Linked DNA regions of Zea mays: region 2 is linked to region 1. A link is a contact called in public Hi-C data. All regions are on one chromosome and are shown on one strand. Each heading gives the region's core, a stretch centred on a gene start, on an enhancer-like site or on the middle of the called end of the contact. The rest is flanking DNA. Distances are from core to core; before and after follow the strand shown.

Region 1 (4,683 bases), core at 273-2,772:
GCATGCTTGCTTACACGTCCATGCTAGAACCTACATGCTCCATGCGAGCACACAAGCGCGGTAGCAGCGTTTTCGTATGGGTTACATAAACAAAACACTATATCGTTTCATATAGATTTTAATACTTGAGCATTTCCTATGCAGCCCGTGAGCATGGGATAATTTTTTTAGTAGGAAAAGAAGAGACACTAAATACATTTTGCCACTTTTACAGGGGTGAGTGGCATATAAAATACCATATCAATAACATGTGATTAAGTGGTTTTCGTAAAGATGGCAAAGAATTAAGAGCCCCCCTTAGAAGAGATTGTCTCCAGCAAGTGCAGAGATAGATAAACTCGTACAAACTACACATGGTAAACCCCATTCAAGTGCGACCTTGAGCAGAACGTGGTGGCAGATCATAGCACTCCTTGGCCAGGCGGACACACTGCAACCAATGCAGCACCTCCGAATTCGGGTCCTTCTCCGGAACCACATCTCTAACAGTAATCTGGATCGCACCACGATACGAGGCGATCTTCCCTCGCACCCTCAAGAGGGTGCCTAGACGCACCTCCTCTGACATTTTCAGCGCCATCTCTGCAGTAGGATCATGGTCTGACGATGGCCCAGAGGACGTCCTAGCATTCAAGTACTGGTGGTTCAGCCACAGGATGCACGGCACACACCCAGTGCCGTCGTCGACCAGGAAGCGGAGGAACTTCTCCCTGCGGTCACGCGAGACGACGACTCCGACGAGCTCCGCACGCGCAACCCTACGGCCGCAGCGGAGGAACGTCGTCGGAGAGGTGTGCCGTACGGTTAAGGAGAGAAGGTCCGCGGCGAGAATCTTGACGTGCACGAGATGGAGAGGTTGGTCCATTCTGCCAGTTTCAGGAGAGAGATGTTACAGCCTTACACACAGGAGCTCCGATGCTGTTTACAAACAGGATGAACACAGACCGCCTGCATTGATGACTGCTCATCCAAATCACAGGGAACAATATGCACTGCTGATTCCCATTTCCTATCGAATGCCAAAGTAGATAGCTACCATCGGCCTGTATCAATCCACGCGGTTTCGGTTTGATTCGGTCGGCCCTTCCTTCGAACAGCTAAGTGCAGTTCAAAATCCCCCCCGAACCACCATAGCCCCATAAAACATAAAATAAACTGCCGACAGAGAAGAGCCAACGAAGGATGAATCCTTACTCAGAATTACACGAGAGGCGGAAGCGATGGAGCGGGAAGGGCTTAGCATCGACGCCGGACCGCCGCGCGCACGAGAGGCGCGGTGGCGACCGGGAGCTTGGTGAAGACGCAGCACGCGGACGCAGCGCCGGCGAGTTGGCGGCCGCTAATAAGGAGCGCCTGAGCGAGACGTGCAAGTGCAACGGCCCATCTGAGATAACGGCCTGGGCATATGGCAGCCTGCTCGCAGCCCAATGGAGCCACAGCCCATTGAAACACGAGGCCCAAGTCAAAGGAAGGTACCAGCGACATGCTTTCGTTGGACTCTCCGCCGGGCGCCGGAGAGGCGGGGACCGGCGAGTCCACCATCCCATTCCCGTACCACCCGCTTCTTCCAACTCCAACTCTCCAAGGCGCTGTGCTGGCTGCTGGCCTGCTGCTACCGACTGCCGCAACTGCTCCGCATCCCGGCCTTGATTAGCAGCAGTTACGCCCGCGCAGGACAGCGGCCTTGATTAGCGAAGTATTCCTTTGCCCTACCTCTCTCCCTACCCCGTTCCGACGCGGCGGCCGTTGAGCACCTGCCCGGAAGCTATAGCTTCGGCCATGGCCCAAGATGCCGGCGACGGCGGTGGGGAACTCCCGCCGCCCGTAAAGAAGAAGTCACCGGCGGAGGAGGAGGCCGAGAAGAGGTCAGTCCCAGTTCGCCCCCTCGGGGTTCCGAAGCATGCAGGGTCGAATTGCGGGACTTAGTATTTGTTTCCATTATTAATCCGGCTGTAGAATTTTGCAATTCAGACATTCCTTTCGTTCGTTGAACTACTGCTGCTTGCTTGTGATCACGCCATGTTTCTGTTGCACTGCAGGAGGAAGAAGCTTACACCTGGGAGCTTAATGAAGGGCATTATACGGTCTGGGAGCGGTGATGCCACCCCTGCAGAGGGCGATCAGGTTGAAAGGACTGCCTGCCCTCTCTGCCTTCATATATCGTGCAATGAAATTGTGGAAGTGCATACAATCAGGAACGTGTGTTTCCCTCTGCAGCCGAACCACTGTTTGATGTTGATTGATGAGCAAGGACGTTTGGAACTTTAGTTGTACTTGATCGAGTAAATCATCCAACAATTTGTGTAATTGGCTATTGGTTCTTACATAGAATGACCCTATTTGTGGCACAAGTTTTTGGTGTAATGCCGAGATCATCCATTAACTGACATTTTCTATTGTGTCCTGTAAATACACATTAACAGAACTTATCCTAATGGTCAAATGAAACTCTTGTGTTGGATTGTTCATACATACTACATATAGCACATATTCCTTTTTTTTTCAGGACTACACATTTTACACTGTTGATGGCAGCACTTTTTGCTGACCCTCATAATGGCTTTTGCACAGTCCTGTTTTTATTACTGTGGACATGAGGAATTTTAGATGGTCAGATTAAATATATCTCATTGTAATAATTGTGCAGGTTATACTTCATTGCACTACTCGGACAATTGATGGTATCGTTGTAAATTCTACAAGAAGGGAGCATGGAGGTGTTGCATCATCTCTGAGCACATTTCACCACTATGTATACTGCAGTATCTATAAATATTGTTGCTTCCATATCCTGTTTTCATATTAATTATAGTATGGTTTCCTCCTCTGTTGATGAGGTTGCGTGCTTGCATTTCACAACTCAACTTAAATTTTATGTCGCAAGCATCCTGTTTTGTGCTGTGTTCATTAGCCATGTGTGCGGTTTGGAAAACACCTGTCCTGTATTGTGCATCCTCTAGAACAATATAATAGATCACTATGTCTTTTCTGTAGTACTTTTTTATCTGATTCTTTTCTGTAATATTTGTATCTTACAACAAACTGCCGCATGAACTTTGCACCCCAAATGGTTGTCCCATCTATATGACTACCCAATTCAATTATTGAGCCTTCAAATCATCTTCGTTACTATTGTTATAATTTACAGGTAAAGGAATCCCACTCAGATTTGTTTTAGGGAAGAGCAAGATGATCCTAGGCTTTGCTGAAGGCTTCCCAACAATGCTGAAGGGTGAAATTGCTATGGTATGGTATTTCTAATACGAAGACACTACTCAGTTTCATGGAGAATGCAGCGATTTGAAAATGCACATGTTAACAATAATACATGCGCATATTGTTTAGTCATTTTTGTCTCTTTTTCTTACTCACTTATATTCTTTTTTTCAGTTCAAAATGCAGCCTAAAATTCACTACGCTGAGGACGATTGTCCAGTTGCAACTCCAGATGGCTTTCCGAAGGATGATGAACTTCAATTTGAGATTGAAATGTTGGATTTCTTTAAAGCCAAGGTTAATCTCATTAAATGATGACTAGAGTATGGCTTCAACTGATGTATATTTCATTGATGTCAGAGAACTTCTGGTCCTTGTCTGTTTTTTTTTAAAATATCTACAGCGTGGTATGATTTCAAAAACATTATGCAATATACAAAAAGTAATACCGTCAATACAAGTAAGGCTCACTGTGCAAGATATCAGGGTATCAAATTTGGTTGTTTGTGTGCCGTATCATTTTTTGTTTTTACTTCTTAATAATTTAGTATATAGTTTTTTTTCAGTGTCCCATTCAGTAGCACAGCACAATTATATTTATCACATAAGAAACTGTAACTATTTATTAATAGTAATGGTTTGGTTTTCTATTTTATCTGGATAATATCACATCCAATATGAAAGCTGTTGAGGTTAACTATTACATGAAAACAAACCCTTTTAGTGCAATTCTGGTATTGATTCCCTTAAACTCTTTTGCCAGGTTGTTGTCATAACTGAGAAACACATTTTCTCTCCTGCTGTCTTGATGATTTTTTGATTCCATGGCTGATGTACAACATGGCATGTAAAGATTTTATTTGCTACTTTTGATTAATTACTCTGCTTATTTTCTTTGTCAGGTTGTGGCAGATGATTTAGGGGTTGTAAAGAAGGTGAACAGCTTTCCTATCTCATTGCAGCAAAAATATTTTTTCTCTCGCTTTTCTTGGATCACCGGTTTGACATTTCTTTTACTTCTGAAAATTAGTACTCTCTCCCTTCCAAATTGTAAGTCATTTTGGATTTTTTCTAGATACATTACTATGTATCTAGACATAAAATATATCTAGGAGCATAGAGAAAGCTATGTACCCAGAAAAGCCAATACGATTTGCAATTTGGAACAGGGAGAGTATTGCTAAATTAATCATGCATAGTCTTTTTCTTTAAACGTTATTGGTGCCGTTCCATATAGTGGTCTATTATGTGAAGCTGGATGCTTCAGCTATGTGACAAAACTGTTTTTCCTTTGAATGCTGCAGATAGTTGAAGAAGGGAAGGGATGGGAAACACCTAGAGAGCCATATGAAATAACAGCACGGTAAATATTTCAGTTTCAAATTTGCAGAAAAATACTCGTCTAATCACCTATGTGTTGGCTGTATTGAGGTATTTGGGCATGGTTTTCTTTTGTTGTGTTAGCCA
Region 2 (4,939 bases), core at 902-3,401, 610 kb before region 1:
GACTGATTTGCCCCTTAGGGCTATAAAAGGACCCCCTAGGCTCATGGAGCTGTTACCCAAGTATACTAAGAGCACACTGAAACTCTGATTCAACGCAACCATGCATTTGACTCATTTTAGAGAGAATTGAGCGTTTTCTTGAGAGAAACTATGTCGTTTTGATTCTTGCGTTCTCTTCTTTGCTCGTGTGTGTGGTGTTGCTGCTCTTGTACTCTTGTGTGTGTTTCTACTCACTCCTTACTTTTGTGCCTTGATTGAGATCATTGTGTAAGGCGTGATAGACTCCAACTTGTGAAGATTCCTCGCAAAGGGATTTGATATAAGGAAGAATAACGTGATACTCAAGTTTGATCTTTGGATCACTTGAGAGGGGTTGAGTGCAACCCTTGACCGAAGGAGGTCACCACAACGTGGAGTAGGCATTGGCCGAACCACGTAATAAAATCGACGTGTCTCTTGTGCATTTTCTTTATTGCGATTGTTGTCTTCCAAGAGTTCTCATATTTTACTTGCATTGTTGTTCCTAAGTTTAATACACATATCCAAGGAACAATCAAGTGAAGAGTTCTCTTCTCCTCTCCATCTCTTCTCATAACAACTTGGTTTTAGTTTTCACTAACACTCATCATAAACCAAGTTTGTCTTGTTCAGAGTTGATTTTTGCAGGATCACCTATTCACCCCCCTACAGGTGCTCTCAGGTCTAAGTGACCTTCAAGATTAAGAAGCACTCAAACTGTCAAAGTGACCGTTTGAGAGAGGAAATGGTTGAAAGAGACCAAGACAACGTGGCCTCCTTAATGGGGAGTATGTTATTTGTAACCGAACCTCGGGAAACAAATCATTGTATTCATTTGTGTTATTCATTACCTCATGATTTGATTCTTCCTCTCCCCTCTCTCTAAGTTCTCTTGTTTTCGATCTTTTTTGAGTTAGCTCCCACAGTTATCTGCATTGATTGAGCAACTCATAGCAAGAAAAACTCTCTTACGTACTATGATTTCGTTATTACTCATTTCTAATCCTAACAATGGGTGAAGTTTATGTTCAAAATTTATAATTTTCAGGTTTTGCCTATTCACCCCATCTAGACGACTTTCAAGTGGGCTTACAACGAGGTTGAGGGTTGTGTTCAGTACTGCTTCGTCCTCCGTTATACCCCTCCCCTTTAGGCTTAGTTTGGATACTCTAGTAATGAGTGGGATTGGAGTGGATTGACATGTATTGAGAGAGTATTTGATCTATTGGGGATTTACACCCTCTCCAATCCCTCCAAAACACTCTAATCCTAAAGTATCCAAACTAGGCCTTACGGTGTATGAGCCACTGTAGATACTCCGGTGATGAGGTCTCCGCGACTGGAATTGAATGGCCCGCGAATCAGTGAGGGTATGTCCGTGGGGGCACACGGGTGTTCCATCGTGTCTGCTAGAGACCTTTTGGTATTGTATGTACGGTCTGGACATAGTTTGGTGGTGTTGTGTCTTGTCGTGCCGTCGTGGGCCCACAGCGTCGGTCCGGGTTCCTTCCTCACGGATCCGTTCGGCAGGGACTATTAGATGAATTTTTCACCCTATGCATCACCGGACGTGGTGTGGAGAGAGCTATATGTCTCACTATATGGGGTGTGTTGTGGAGGAAACTATTAGATGACTTTTTCACCCTATGTATCATCGGACGTGGGGTGGAGGAAACGTTGGAGTTGGCCTTAGAAGGCGAGGGGGCCACCATAGGAATGGCGGGGAAAGGAGTCAAGGCCACGGGGTATATGTAGAGATGACAATGTGCTCCAAATTGTACACTACACAATTTAAGGATCGAACAGATTAACATCGGACTCTATTTCGATTTATTTTTAAATGAAAAATATTTAAAGACTCAAATAAATTGTGAAGTATTTGGTTCGCGATCTATTACCGCCCATAGGTACATGAGGGCAATAAAGAGGCGGAGGGCAACGAGACAAGCTCCTATTCGCTACGATTTAAAACCAACTGTTTAAACTGCTGCAGCTACAATTCATAAAGACAAAATACTGTAGAAAAAATAAAAGCCAATGGATCAAAGCCGCACAAATAGAGAAGTGAAGATGGTGGCTGTAGCCTGCTTGCCGGCTTTGGGTACTACAGATCATGTGGATTCAGCTGACGGCTGCTGAAATTTGGTCGAAAGCTACTCTTGCCAAACAGCAACAGAAACTATCTATGGGCAGCCTGCTGTCTATTCGTCTGAATCGAAATAGATTATAGGGAATTAAATTCATTCCTAATCAAAATTAAATAGAAGATAATTTAATCCTCTTCTATCTAGACACAACAGAACAAGATCTCGGTAGATATCCTGCGAGACTTTACTTCAGGGTGCTTGCGTTTGGATTGAAAGAGATTGAAGGTAATTAAATTCATTCCTAGTCAAAATTGAATAGAAGATAATTTAATCCTTTTCCATCCAGACACGACTATACTTCAGGGTCGCAAATTCGATACAAACAAACGCATCTAGAAAATAGTAGTACAAATCCAGACAGGGGAAAAAACCCGGAACTTCGTGTATTCAGGGGTGTATGGTAAAAATGTCACTCGGTATTAATATTACAACTAGTAAAATAAGTTCAAATGGAAATGGACATTAAATTAAGGGGAGCCCTCCTCCGGCATATTCAACCTCCTGAAATAAGAACAAGAAAAAAGAAACCAGTTTAGGCAACCAATATAAGCTGGGTGAGCGGAATAGTACAGTTGTCAACCTGAAATGTATCTCAATCAGAGGTCATGGATTAAATAGGGTTCACATATAAAAGTTCGCCTTTAGTCATCATCGAAAGATTGTCACATTTAATTTCATTAAGCAAACTTGCACTCTAACAAAATGTTTCACTGGCAATATAACTATACAGGTAGTTCCATTGTAATTGTGCAGAAAAGGAACAACCTCGCAATGTTTTCAAACAAATGTTCTCTGGGATTGGCCGATTAGATGATTTTCAGGCAGTTCATACATAGTGCCAAAGGTGCATCATGACAAAGATGAGACTATTTCATCTGATAGCAAAGCGAGTGCAAGCAACTATTAACGACTAATACCAGTTTACAGCACACCAAATAACAGCTGGCAATATACAGATAAGTAATACAGAGTTACACACTTCTACTTACAGCACACAGCTAACAATTACTAAAGCGAACAATACTTTGAAACTATCATAAAAAAACCTAAAGATGACTGAACAATGTCAAAAACTGAACACAGAGTCAGGGAATTTAGTTCATATAGTATCAGGTTATCAAAAGCATACCCGAGCAGGAGCCAGAGAAGACACCCAATCTGATGGATTTGTTGGAAGAAGGCCCAATGTATTAAGCTGTGGAAACAATATATCAGAAATTCAAATGCTTAGAGAAATACAAGATAACTCTGTATAACTAGACATGTGAAAGAGCTCACCTTCCATATACCCAATCCCATGGCAGCCAAATTGAGGGCAATAAAGAGCAACTTAGGAGCAATAGTATCCACCCTTGGGTCCTTAAATGGTTCAAAAACTGCAAAGAAAACAACTGTTGCTAAGAAAAATAATCAATGCTGAATTGCTTAGAACTAAGCTATCACTTGGTTTGGAAGGACTACAATATATGCTTGATTGGACCTAAGAAATCAACTGAAGCATCCCAAGCTAGTATACTTCTTGTTTCCAAGAGAACTTTAGAAGCGTGAAGATTGACAGAAGAAAAACACTTTCCATATCAATGAAATCACATTGGTCATCTTGTTCTAGTTTTTTATTTGCAATTTTAGCTGTTCATCTCTTCATAAAGCACACCCATAACTTTGTAAACATATCGCCACATTATGGACCAAAAGCAAACAATTTAAGCGTGATTAATTGTATTTCAACACACATTGCGTTCAGCCAACTCCGTTGTTCTGTGTTCCATGTGCTGACTAACATAACACAACCCAACAGCGTATGAGTGAAATACATGGCTATTGTTACACTAGATGTACTGTTGCAAATAAAATTTACAATATCACAATAATTTTTAGAGCATAAGACAACCTTATTGCACTCCAATGAAGATTTCTAAGTCAATCTGTACGTGCAGAATTTTCAGCTTTCAATAAGCCATGAAGTGGTGCTAACATTGCATTCTTTTATGGGAGGGATACCAAATATTTTAAAGAAAGTGCACCAACGGAAGACTGAAGAGAAACAATGATGTCCTACAAAAGTGTATTACTAGAGAAAAGCAAGACAATCACGAAAAATTTAGCCAACCCATGATATGCATGTGCTTTATGCTATTCATTCACCAAGTTCACAGTGATGATAATTATGGGCAGCATCTTAAAAGGTACCCATATGCCTTGTTTCTGGAAAACACATGCCTTGTTTCTGGAAAACACATTCTTGTCTGAATTGTACATTTGCAATAGTATATATGTTATAGAATCAGTAAATACAATAATTCATAGGAACTCAATTTTTGCCTTAAGAAATGATTAACATTGTGTATGATTTACAAACTGTACAAGGGTTAGACGCATAAACCATCATACTTCTCAAAACTAAAAAGCACGCCTAAAAGTTAGTTGGACATCCAGAATGACTCAACATGATCACACGTTGAGTGTTGTGTGTTCCTAGATGATTTAACATGAAGGCTTAAAAATCTCTACTACTTATTAAAACGGTAAGGGGTAGGCTACCCATTCCGTGTTCTGTCATTCTCATTCCCACCTTCCCGCACTTTCTCATTCTCCTCTCTCTGCAAAGCCCATTCCCATTCCCGGTTGTCATTCTGTGTTCTGCCAGTGTTCTGTCATTCCCATTACCCCCTCCCCGCACTGTCTTTCTCATTCCCCCATCCCCGCAAATCCATTCTCATTCCCACGTGTATCCCACGCCTAGCTAAAATTAAATTAAAAAAAACATAAATGTG

Evidence for each region. Hi-C and Micro-C count contacts between places; a contact is called where the count stands out from the background.
Region 2: a Hi-C map of ear shows a contact between it and region 1, with 2.1 times the contacts expected there. The contact joins the enhancer-like site here to the promoter of LOC100282570 in region 1. A contact is called at or near these places in 2 of 25 Hi-C or Micro-C datasets (ear and tassel).

What each region holds. Positions count from the first base shown.
Region 1 is chr9:133,314,871-133,319,553 of Zm-B73-REFERENCE-NAM-5.0, reverse strand. It overlaps LOC100282570 (peptidyl-prolyl isomerase PASTICCINO1), which reads left to right and starts at 1,522. Exons shown (of 20, transcript NM_001155478.2): 1 at 1,522-1,865; 2 at 2,040-2,124; 3 at 2,648-2,717; 4 at 3,149-3,246; 5 at 3,391-3,513; 6 at 4,119-4,151; 7 at 4,521-4,579. The coding sequence starts at 1,780. LOC100285101 (OB-fold nucleic acid binding domain containing protein) reads right to left here and starts at 1,315. Exons shown (of 2, transcript NM_001157996.2): 1 at 1,195-1,315; 2 at 171-866. The coding sequence starts at 865. The coding sequence ends at 368.
Region 2 is chr9:133,921,408-133,926,346 of Zm-B73-REFERENCE-NAM-5.0, reverse strand. LOC100381640 reads right to left here. Exons shown (of 6, transcript NM_001174455.1): 4 at 3,444-3,541; 5 at 3,295-3,360; 6 at 2,528-2,666. The coding sequence ends at 2,628. Among protein-coding and RNA genes, the nearest start is that of LOC100381640, 4.7 kb to the right of the region's middle. Within about 2 kb of position 2,151, at least 2 of the 20 cell types and tissues checked have an H3K27ac peak or open chromatin away from gene starts, as enhancers often do. A contact at or near this core is called in ear, where this site is marked.